Regions from separate parts of the Danio rerio genome. Here region 1 is linked to region 2. The links are chromatin contacts, called in public Hi-C maps. All regions are on one chromosome and are shown on one strand. Each heading gives the region's core, a stretch centred on a gene start, on an enhancer-like site or on the middle of the called end of the contact. The rest is flanking DNA. Distances are from core to core; before and after follow the strand shown.

Region 1 (6,507 bases), core at 719-3,218, 37 kb after region 2:
TTAAAAGGACAGTATCTATTTTAGATATTTATAATTTCAGAGATACAGTGTGTCAGCATCCATCAGCCTGTCATAAAGAAATGGTTGTGCCACAAGATTGCAACAAATGTTGCTTAATAAGCACTTAGAGGGAAAAAACTGAGCATTTTCTTTTCGTATCTCAAACTACAGCTGATCAAATAATCATAAAACAGGTAAGTCAATCTCTCTCTTTTGTATGTTGTAGTGCTGTATTTATACTATGTAATCTGTTACTGTTTGCTTCGCTTTGTTTTTTTCAGGGTTAATTATTGTGATAACTCAATGCAATCTCACTGCAATTTGTAACTTTTTGATTTAGTGGCTAATTTCTATGAATTCGTATGATCCAATTCGTACAATTTAGTACGATTTGCTCATCACCCAGTGACAGTTGGGGTTAGGGGTGGGGTTGGGTGCCGCGCCTCCTTTTTAAAATTGTAAATTTTTGTACGACTGAACTCGTACGAATTAGTCACTAAACTGACAAAACTTTAAATACCCTTGTTTTAAATACTTACGTGAGATCAGGCTGGATATCCCTATTGCAACAGAGAAATACCAAGAAATCTCTGTAGACTGATGATATTTCATGCCGTTCAGCTTTATAATCTTAAAGTTTGAGCAAAATCAACGGTTTTGTCATTACTTTAGACATTATGCTACAGAATCATTCAAATATTGTTATATATTTGTATATATATATATTATATATTATATATATAATCATGCATATATATATATGCATGCATGGGTATATTTAAATATTTTATACATTATAAAGATATACACAGCACACTTTGAATGTGGTTAATCGTAATTAATCTTTGCCCAGCCTTGTTTAAAAGAAAGTATTTTTTAGCCTTTCATATGTCATATTTGATTTAATGTTGCTTACTGTGAGCAATTTATTAGTAAAAACTGTATAAACCAATTTTAGAAAATCTTATTATCTTGCAATTTAGACTTTGTATAATAAATTTATAGAGTTTTTGGTTTTCCTCAAAACTTCATGTTGGTAGAATTGCGAGACGTCTATAGCTCAAAAGGACTAAATTGTGAAAAATACAGTAACAACTTTGATAAATAAAATCAAGAATTTTTGCAACGTTCAGAAATAAATCTGCAGAGTAAAAGAATATTTTAAACTAAAAAAAAAAAAAAAAAAAAAAAAAAACCTCAGAATTCCAAGAGTTTTTAACTCAATATAGCTCTCGAGAAGGTGAAAAATGTAAAATCCTAGACAGTTAAATGTTTGAGTTACAAATTAGTTAATGACTAGAATTGCATAAACTGAATTGCAAGAAATTACAATAGGAAGAAAGTCCAAAAGAAATTCTGTAAGTTTCTCTTACACTAAAAAATGCTGGGTTCCACACAATTCATTATTGTTGTCCCAACACAAATTGATTAAGTTAACCTTATTGTTTTTTTTTTTTTTTTTTTTTTTTTACAAACGTAAGTAGATTGAACATAAAACAATTAAGTTGTCCACCAAAAACTTAAGAATGGTGTTCTTTCAATTCATTGTCAACAAGTAGTTTGAACAAGCAGCAAGTCATTTTTATGTAAAAAACTGAATTACACAACAGCTTATAACATGAAATAGCTGTAAACGATGGGAAATATGAGAAATAAAGGCTTTAACACGTTGAAATTGAGGAAAAGTTGTAAAAAAAAATCTGAATTATAATGAATAAATGCTGTTATTTCTTTGTAAGAAATACAGACAATTCTGAGAGAGAAAAAAAATTCAGATTTGCAAGATTCTTGCAAGACACAACATTGCAAGAAATTTACTTTTTTATTTTATTTTTAAAAGTACTACTGGAGCTTTGATTTGAGCAGCGAGGGTGATAAACGGAGAGTGAATGCCCAGAGGTGAAGGGTCAAATGCATTGCTGTGACTCATCGTGTGATGTAGCAGGTCACCTATGGTGCTCTTCATTCCTCGGCCCATTACTTATGATTCACTCCCTCAAATCAATGCACTGAGAGCCTTTAACTTTCAGTGGACACAATAATTCAAGAGTGAACAGACAGAAGAATCCCTTTGAGAAACATTCTGCCCAGGAATAAACTCATGTACAGTACATGTAAATACAGATGTCCATTTTGAGATAGCCATTAGCCTGTAATTGTTTGCAGAGCCTGGCCACATGGGAGACAGAGAACAAGATGACCTGCCGACAGACCCTTTTGGACGGAAATGGCCCTAAAACATACTGGACACGAGAGCTGAGAGGGAACGAACTCATCCTGGTAAAGAGCTTTTCATCAAACATTATGACCAAAAGCATTTAGTTCTTGTGCTGAATGTCTGACATATTGCGAGATGCTTTGTGATTTACTTACACCCACGAGAGAGAGTGATTGCGCATTCATTGGATTTTCGTTTATTTGTTTGGAATTTGTACAAAAATGCAGCGTTAGGCAAACATCTGGCCGGCTCTGTTTTATAGGCCAGATGGACACCAGTAAAGCGGCCTTATAACCGAGAAGCTTTTATTACTGGCTTTATTCGTGGACTTTGCTGCCCCCGAGGGACATCAAATGTCTTCCTCTCTCGTTCAAGTATCTGTTGTAAACTTGAAAGTGATTTTGGGAAAGACGTGTGATGGTGAAACAGTCCGGCTGTGAAATGATTTCTCACTATTCTTCACATGGGTCACTGAGAATATGCGCCATAAAGAGCCGTTTGTGACAATTAAATAAAGGATAAATGAACACAACTTACAGTAGCTTCTAACCTTGTGAGACACTTCTTCTGCCACACCAATAGCATTTCATTGCTGCAGAAGGTTTGTCTCAGTTATGTGTGCAGACAGTTAAAGGGACAGTCCTCCTGAAAAAAATAAATAAATAATTTTTGCTCTCTTAAGCCGTATAAGATTTTTTTTTCTTCAGAAGATTTTTAACATAAACTGATGTGCTTGATGATTCATTAAATGCAGGTCAGGGGCTACTTTTCACTGTGAGAGTCCAAAGAAGAAAAAAAGTCTCCAAATGAGAACCTGAGCCCTTTAGTGAAATGATCAGTCATTTCAGCATTACACTATATTATGTTAATATTACAGATTTCCAACATTAGATATACTTCACTATTTGTGTCGTGACGCTTGTGCTCCAGACCGAATGTAAATTAAGTGAAGTTTAATTTTAAACTAATTTCGAGGGGAGCGTGTGCTCATGGTTGACCCAGCTGGCCCACATTAGCTAATCATGATCTTACAATCAAAGGATTCCAAGTCACTATATATCCTCGTTTTCTTTCTAAAACTATCTTCGTCTGGATGAAACCCCCTTCCGCCCCTTATTCCGCCTTTATCCAGAATGGGCGGCACAGTGGCCCAGTGACTAGCACAATTGCCTCACAGCAAGAATACCAATGGCGTCGGCTCCTTGCTGAGCCATCTGGTATTTCTGTGTGGAGTTTGCATGTTCTCCCCGTGTCAGAGTGGGTTTCCCCTGAGTTCCCCGGTTTCCTCCCACTGTCCAAATATTTCTCTATATTATAGATAAAATAAGCCTAAATTTTTTTTTCTAATATCTTATTCTCATGAAGTTCACCTTGGCCTCAGCAGTGGTGGAGTTTGAGTTCGATCTGAGCTCAATTTCCCCTCACCCTGAAAAAGGGGGGAGCCCTGGGCCCGAGGATGCCTTGAGCTCAGGGCTCTCTCCCGGGTGAGCACAACAAGCTATGTGATAATCATGAGCTCAGTTTGAACTCTTGAATTTGACTCTATTTATTTTATTTGACTTCATTTTAACTGACTGAATTGTAAATTATTTTCGTTTTTTTGCACCAACTTTTAGTTTTGCTTCATCTCGATGTATCATCAGTGGTTATGCACCTTAAAAAAGTTGACTCAACTTGCTGCAGAGTTTTGAGTTGACTCAATTTAAATTGAGGAGGCACGTGCTGTACTTGGGTTAAAAGTTGTTTCTCTTAAAAAAGCTTTGACAACATAAAATTGTAAGGCAAATTACTGCAGTACTTTTTGAGTTGACTCAACTTAAATCAAAGCAAGTTCTTGCAAAAATGCAGTACTTGCAAGTAGGTATCGCTGCAGCCCAGAGACCTCCAAGTGGTAGGTATTACACCACAAATATGTTGGGTGACCTCTGAGTGGAAGGGACTTACTCCACAAGTAGGTTTGGTTTAGGTGGTGTAGGTGGAGTGGACATTAATAAAACACAACAGGATACTGTAATGTTGAGTTTACGGTTGGGCTAGGTGTAGACGTTACACAGCAAAACCTCTGAGTTAAATTTACTCAGGTTAGATATTATTTGGTCCCTCTCTAAATTTAGTTAATTTCCCTCAAGTTAATGAGACAATGAAAGGATTAATTAGGTGATGAATAAGGACTGATGATGAACACCTGCTGTTATTAAGCTGTAACACAGAAGAGAAACACAAAAATACAACTGACTTCAGTCACAGCCTTGATGAAATCAGCTGAAATATAATACATTGAATCTCTCAAAATCTCAGCACAGGATCAACTCGATCAATGAGCAACTACACAAACAGCAGCTTTAGTGATTAGTAACCTGTTTGTCTTATTATAAAGAGGGACCAAATACTCTCTGTAAATTTTACTCAGAGGATTTTGCTGTGTAATAAAACAACAGGTTACTGTAAGATTGGGTTTTGGATTGGTGTAGACGCTAATAAAACACATTAAGCTACTATGAAGTTGGGTTTAGGGTTGGAGTAGATGTTAATAAAACACAACAGGTTACTGTAAGATTGGGTTTTGGATTGGTGTAGACGCTAATAAAACACATTAAGCTACTATGAAGTTGGGTTTAGGGTTGGAGTAGATGTTAATAAAACACAACAGGTTACTGTAAGATTGGGTTTTGGGTTGGGGTATAGACACAAATATAACACATTCGGTTACTATGAAGTTGGCTTCATAGGCTTGGGGTAGGTGTAGACATTCATAAAGCACAATATTAGTGTCATGGATAAGACATTGAATAAATAAAAACTCCAGGTCAGGTCAGCCCACTTGGAGCTCAAATACAGACTAATTGGAGCTGGTGCTGAACTCCGTATATACTCTTCTCAGAACTGTGCCCTACAATTTTAAGTTGTCAACTTATTTTGTTTTGCAGTGTGGGTATTAATGTTGTTTTGCATGTTTTTTAAATATCAAAGGTACGTTAGATATTGACTTTTATCACACTGTAAAAAAAAGAACAATAATAATGACAGCAAATGTGTCCATTTTAATAAGTTAATGAGTTTCAACAATCTTTTTTTAAACACAAACTTAATATAGTTCATTTGACTTATGTAAGTTGCGATGCCTAGAAAATTTTAAGCAGCCAGAATTTTGTTTACAATGTACATGAATCACCAAAAAAGTCTTCTTTTTTAAGTGTTCTACCAGGGAAACAAAGTTAAATGTTCATTTTTGAGGTTCACTACACTAAAAAAAATTGGTTTACGTTAAAAAGTGAGTAAACATGTTTCCTTTAAAGCAATTGGATGACTTAAAAAAATAACAGCTATTAAACTATAAAATAATGAACTCTTTGAATCTTCAGAAGACAAAAAAAAAAAAACAGTGTTTTTTCTGTTTGCAAAATTCAGTCCTCTTTAAGTGTGTTTAGAGGCATAAATTGCTTTTTTTTCACATGAATTGTTAATAAAGTGTTATTTTACATAAAATTAACCTTTTTTTACTCCCTTTAAAATTGGGCATTTCACCCGACAGGGCTAGAATTTTGAGATGATATGCAGCAATTAACATAAAACAGTACCACTTCTGACTTTGACAAGACTTTAAATCTATAGGATTGATATTCAGTTCAATACAGGTGAAAAAAACAAATAGACACTAATTTTAAGTGTTACCCTTTTTATTTATTGAAATTTGACTATATGTTGTAAATCCAGAATGCTTTGAAACCCACTTAAATCTGGCCTCTTAAAGTGACTGGACCCAAGTTTGTTTGTACAGCGCTTTTTACAATAATTATTGTTTCAAAGCAGCGTTACAAGGTGCACATTATTGCATTACAATCATTCATTTTCTTTTCGGCTTAGTCCCTTCATTAATCTGGGGTCGCCACAGGGGAATGAACCGCTGCATTACAATCAGATTGTGTAAAAATTACTTTTATTTTATTATATACAGTTATTATATATAGTTATTATATACATAATTAACCTGCAATTTTATTGCATATAGGAGATGTCTGTGCGTTCATGTTCAATGAAGTATATTAAGTGTATGTGTTGTCCTGGAAGTCCTGAAGCACACTCATGCATTATACTGTTATGTGATGCAATGTGTGTATGCTTTCCTAAAAAGATAGGTTTTTAATCTAGCTTTGAACTGAGAAAGTGTGTCAGAGCCTCGGACATTATCAGGAAGGCTATTCCAGATTTTAGGAGCCATAAATGAGAAGACTTTTAGTTGACTCAGCGATTTTGAGTACTACCAGAAGCCCTGGGTTTTAGATCTAAAA
Region 2 (6,175 bases), core at 2,843-5,342:
TTAGGAGTGAGACACTGTAAATGGATTACCGCTGTCACATTTAAGAAAGGTTATAAATGTTTCAGAACTTCCTCAGTCTGGCCTAAAAAGGTCTTGCATGACTTCTCTCACTGGATCCACAAAGGGAATTTCGTTTACAGGGAAACACATTTAGACACAGGTGGAAAAATTACATAACAGAATGGTTCACTTATATATATGTGGGTAAAACTACAATTCTGTGGAAGAAGTTCTGTTTTTTTACAGTTTTTTTAAATGAAAGAGTTCACTGTAATCTCATTAGGCACACCACATCATAAGACATTAATATTGGGTTAGATTTAGGTCATGACGTCAGGTGATCAACATTCAATGTCCAGCCAGCGTCTAAGGACAACATTATTTTGATGTCCAATGACAATGTCAAGTTACACTGATATTTGCTTGATTTTAGGTTGTGTTTGGAAAGTGACCAAAATCCAACGTCTGGTAGATGTCATAGTGATAACGTCCACAACGTCAAGGGGTAACATCATTAGACATTGATATTTGGTTGATTTTAGGTTGGACACTGGACATAGACGTCAGGTTCTGACACCAACTTGATATTCATTTCCAACAAAATCCAATCTAATATGTTTTTGAAACATTATGGCAAGGAGTTTTGGAGACTTCTGTATTTCCTCATCCAAGTTTTTCTACATGTGATGAACTTAATCTGACAGCTTCAGCATGAACTGAACGTTCTTGAAATTGATTTTAAATGTATGTTTTCTTTTTTACTCTTTTCCCTTTTGAAGGCTCACTGCTGTTTTGGAGTTTGCAGAGGAGAAACTGAAGATCAGTCATGTATTTGTCTGGTTCATGAAGAACAGGCCAGATAAATGTAAGTTCAAAATGAGTGATATTGACTTGCTGGGAATGAGTTTCACATACAATCATAGATTTTGTTGTTTAAGACGGCTGTCAAAAAGTACACCCACCAATGGTGGTGACAAAAATTGACACTAAAAATTCTAATTCCGGTGGAGTGAAGTAATGATTACAAATACCCAAATTAGTGATGAGATGATGAAGGATGTCTACTGTAGGATGAAACAATGACGTAAATGCATTACAAAATGTTACGTTTTCTAAATTGCATGTTTTCTATCAGTGCTGCACTTGGTTTGTGGTGCCACTCATAGCTTTTTAGTCAGGTTTCAACATGTGTTTCAGGACAACATAAGTGTTGACATATTGTCACAGCTAGATTTGTTTTAGGTTACACAGATTGCACTCTGCATGTAAACGTATCAACCTGCTTTCTGTCAGCTTATCATAGATGCATATAATAATGTAATGTGTTTAATGAAATTAAATTATTCTCACATTTTAAAATTATAGTACGTGAATGGCAAATAATTTATCTCACGCTTAGAAACAACCTTAAAAGAAAATGACACTGATGTAAGCTAAATTTTTAATTTGTCATATAATAATAAATATAATATAATATAATATAATATAATATAATATAATATAATATAATATAATATTAGCTGAAGTAATTTTCACTGTGTAATATTCACTAACTGCACTTGTGTACTTTTAGAATGGCTACTGTTTACTTATACTTTGAGTACTATTTAGAACAGATACTAATACTGTACTTGCTTATATATATATATATATATATATATATATATATATATATATATATATATATATATATATATATATATATATATATATATATATATATATATATTTGCTTTAATTCATGGTACTTTTATTTGAGTATTTTTATTTTTAGAACTCGTTAACCAGTCTAATTGTTGTTTAATAACTTGTGGTTTCTGTGACCTGTCCCTTCCTCAGTGCTCCTCACCAGAACATTCTTCTACCTTGGCTTTGAACTTGTAAAACCAGATCATCTTATAGCATCGATAGCAGGAGATTTGCGTCTTATGGTCTACACAATACAACAAACTCACTCATCTGAGGAATAACTGCAGAACCTTCACCTTCACCAACCTTTACTACACACAAAACCAGCAAAAAAAAAAAAAAAACTGAAACTGAAAAAGTAATGTTGACCTGCGAAAAGAGAAATCTTCACCTAACTGATAATACAAAATAATGCATCAATTTGTCCATCCAAAGAAGTACAACCTTCAGATTAAATGTAAATGATGTGTTCAAAATATCATTTGTTCAGGGTAAAACATCAATTTATGTGTGCCGTTGTTGAATGTTAAAATGTTTTACATTAACTCCGATAACATGTCTGTGGTGTATGCACTGAACAGCTATTCTTGTGTGACAGCTATTCTTGTTTTTTGTGACAATAAACATATGTAATCTAAATTAAAGCAATACTGCATGCTGTACTGTAAACTTTTGTTGCACTTTATCAAATACAGACCTTGGTCTTTCAGTAAAACTACAAATAAAATGATGTTCTATAATTTTACCTAGGCCTACTGGAAATTGAATTAAAGATGATTTGAATATGAATTGATCAGACCACTTTGTTTTCAGTCTTTTAGATCCCATAGACCCAGACACAATCATTACAATAGAAAGGGCCACCATTCTAAAATGTTAAAGTTTTTTTCAGTCGTTTAAAAAAAGGTTTATAGGTTGTTTATTATGAATAAACCATTAATATTTCTACAGTGCAGCCCTGCCTTTTCTATTTGACAACAGGAGAACTGCTCCCTTTCTTTGTGTGTTTGTAAGATTTTATTAATCCCAAAGGGAAATTCATGTCACAGCAGAGCTCTCCATACTAAAAACAGATCAAATAAGTTACATACAGTATGTATAAAAACAATAATAAAATTACATTAATAGTTCAGACCCACAGATACTACAGTGGGATATATATTATATATTATATTTGGTGCGTCACGGTGGTGCAGTGGGTAGCACAATCACCCTACAGCAAAAAAGTCGCTGGTTCAAGCCTTGGCCAGTTGGTTTTTCTGTGTGGAATTTGCATGTTTGCCCTGTGTTGGTGTGGTTTTTCGCCGGGTGCTCCGGTTTCCCCCACAAGTCCAAAGACATGAGGTATAGGTGAATTGGGTAAGCTGAAATTGTCTATAGTATATGAGTGTGAATACGTGTGTATGGATGGGTTGTAGCTGGAAGGGCATCCGCTGCGTAAAACATATGCTGTATACGTTGGCGGTCCATTGCGCTGTGGCAACGTCAGATTAAAAAAGGAATTAAGCCAAAAAGAAAATAAATGAATGAATTATGAATATTATATTTGAGAAAGGGGCTCTGGGGGGATCACATTTCCACAGACCCCCAGTAACTCCCACGAGTCCCCTGGCTGGACTGGAATAAACAGTTTCTGCATCTATGCGCTGTGTATTAACTTAAAGTTTATCTTTTATTGAGTTTTTGGGTGGTAAATCAACAGGAACAACTAACAGCTCATCATTTGTTGCCTGTATTGTAGAAAATGGGTAATTGTTCAAAGGAAGTCTCAGATTACATTTACCACTTACCTCTGGATAACTAGCATCTCTGAGTCTGAAGCTTTCTCCAAATGTTATACATTTCTTGCAATCTGTAGGAGCAAAATATATATTTTTAAATAAAGAATGAGAAATCAAACTGGGTGTAAAACATAGAAAATGCTCTTAAAATAAAAAAAAACAACAACTAATAAACAAACTAGCAAAGGTAGCTACTTACCTAATTGTCCTAATAAGCTGTGACTAAAATCTCACCTTGATCAAGGTCAATAGGAGAAACGCACTTATTTCATAGATTTGAGTTGCAACATATACTTACACTACCCTATTTTTTACACTACCCTATATAAGAGGTTGGAAGTATTTAATTGTCTTTTGTGTTTTTTTTTTACACATAAATTGCTTTAAATTAAACTTCATTTAATTAACGTTAAATACTAAAAAACATGATAATTATGACACCTACAATAATTACTAGATAATTCATGTACACTATGCTCAGGCCTAGCAGTCAAACCCAAAATCTCAGAAACCGAAAATCTCGTAACACCGGTCGATAAACTTTAACCTTTAGTGGAAAGTCAGACCAGTGCGCTCTAATTGGTCTGTTCAGTGGAGTGACGCGGAGAGCGTCATCAGCATCACTGCCGATTCCTTCCATGTTCAGCACCCGGTGAGCGGCTATATCTGCTTGCCATCCTGTCCTGTATTAAACATACATAACGTTACCCCCTGTCAAAGTAAATATGCGGTATCATTGATTCACTTCTGCTGCACGGTAAGACGTTTGCATGTGTTGTTTAAATGTAACCGAGCTGTTATACAGCAGAACACGGCTGTTTTTTTCAGCCACACGAGAGCTGTGCTAAGTAGCAACTTCATATTTTGGTATTAATATTGGCAGATTATCAGCGTTTGCATTCTCAAAACAGCTTCGAGTCATCGACACTGACGTTTATCGCAACATTACGTGAAATAGCGGTAACTTCTTGTGTTGCTGAGGTGTTGTTAACGCTAGTGTGAGTTTAGCTCAAGCATCTAACGTTACACTGTAAGCTAATGCACTAACGTTAGCAGTGTGACTTCATGAATCATAATGAGCTCGGACACGTTTAGGTGTTTTCAGGAACTAATAGCGCAGATTCCCACTGCTTGTTTTATTTTAGAAACGACAAGTGTCGTCTTGATCGTTCACACTTTTATGTAACGTTATTACACTTTCTTTTGTCTGTGAAGTATGACAGAAGCTATTTTGGGAAATGTCATTCTGTCTGTACAGCGGAAGTCAATGTACAACATTATTCAAAGTATATTATTTTCAGTGAAAGGGATAGTTCACCCGAAAATTGAAAATTTTGTCATTTTTATTTATCCTCTACTTGTTCCAAGTCTGTTTATGAGATTGAGAACACAAGGAAGACATGGAAGGGTGAAAAAAGCCATTGACTTCCATAGTGTGTTTTCTTCCCATTATGGATGTCAGTGGCGTGTTCCCCACATCATTCTTCAGATTATCTTGTTTTGTGTTCAAAAGAAGAAAGTAACGTTTAGAACAGTGTTGATTTATTTTAAAGTTCACTGCATTTTGTAGTAGCAGGTCCTCCTCGTATTGTAGACATGTGCCTAGGACTAGGTTAATTATTATCTTCTTTATATGGCTTGAGTTTTGCAAAACCCTTTGCTAAAGGAACTATTGCATTACATGCATGCTGTAAGGTGAACTTTTTATTGCACTTTAGGAAACAACTATTGACAAAGTCCTTCGGAGAACTCCAAATAAAACTGGTTATCAACTTTTTGACTTAAGCAATAGCAGGTAGATAGTTCTCTGAACACTATATCTAAATAAATACTATCTATAAACTTTTAAAATATCTTTAAAAAGATTTTTTTTAAATGCAAAAGCAAACAAGTCGTCACCTTCAAATTATAAGGTTCTATCTGACATTAAAATTGAGTTATTGACATATTCTTATTAAATGACAACTTATTTACATTATAAGATGTTTTTTATAAGTTGTTTACATTTTAAGACTTTTTATTACACACATACTGTTTCCTAAAGAATGCAAAAACTTTCAAGCTCAATATCTCAGAATCATTCAGAACGCAGATAGAACCTTATATTTCCAGGGTGACGAAGTGACAAAAGTGCTAGGTGTCTTAAAAACTGACCAGCGAACACTGTTCTTATTATTTTATTTATTTTTATTCTTATTAAACACTTTGTTGTTCATGAGGCAAAATGCAATGTCACACTTTTGTAGACACAATTGCAGATCGTTAACAACTTGTACTGCTCACAAAGAACTTTCAATTATCGAATAAACCTTTAACAGAAGCAATCTGATTATGCACCCTAAAGACAAAGAATATAAAGATTTTCTCAAAATAAAAATGGACAGTATTAAAGGGCTAGATTTTCTCACGTTTCACTTGTTCTAATAAGCCTGTTTGAGTTTCTATTTTCTGTTGAACACACAAGAAAATACTTCGAAGAATATTGGAGAACTGTGGCTGTGGACTGTCATATTATAGTTTTTTTTTTTTTCTTCTATTGATGTTGACTACCGGTTTCAACATTCTTCGAAATATCATCTTTTATGTTCAGCAGTCGAAAGAAACTTAAACTGATTTGTAACCAAGTCTGATTTAATAAATGGTTTTCATTTTCATTATTGGGTGAACTGTCCCTTTAATAAGAAATTGATAACATTCAGAAAATA

What was found. A called contact is a pair of places that touch in the nucleus more often than the background predicts.
Region 1: a Hi-C map of embryo shows a contact between it and region 2, with 2.0 times the contacts expected there. The contact joins the enhancer-like site here to the promoter of slc25a44b in region 2. A contact is called at or near these places in 3 of 18 Hi-C or Micro-C datasets (caudal fin, embryo and an unstated tissue).

Annotation. Positions count from the first base shown.
Region 1 is chr7:50,169,958-50,176,464 of GRCz12tu, forward strand. The region is part of intron 1 of acana (aggrecan a); the gene reads left to right. crabp1b (cellular retinoic acid binding protein 1b) reads left to right here. Exons shown (of 4, transcript NM_001001842.1): 3 at 2,167-2,280. Among named protein-coding and RNA genes, the nearest start is that of crabp1b, 16 kb to the left of the region's middle. Within about 2 kb of position 1,969, at least 5 of the 62 cell types and tissues checked have an H3K27ac peak or open chromatin away from gene starts, as enhancers often do.
Region 2 is chr7:50,130,574-50,136,748 of GRCz12tu, forward strand. It overlaps slc25a44b (solute carrier family 25 member 44b), which reads left to right and starts at 4,093. Exons shown (of 4, transcript NM_001013519.1): 1 at 4,093-4,227. The region is part of intron 1 of acana (aggrecan a); the gene reads left to right. oaz2b (ornithine decarboxylase antizyme 2b) reads left to right here. Exons shown (of 5, transcript NM_001080090.1): 4 at 780-865; 5 at 1,840-2,478. The coding sequence ends at 1,970.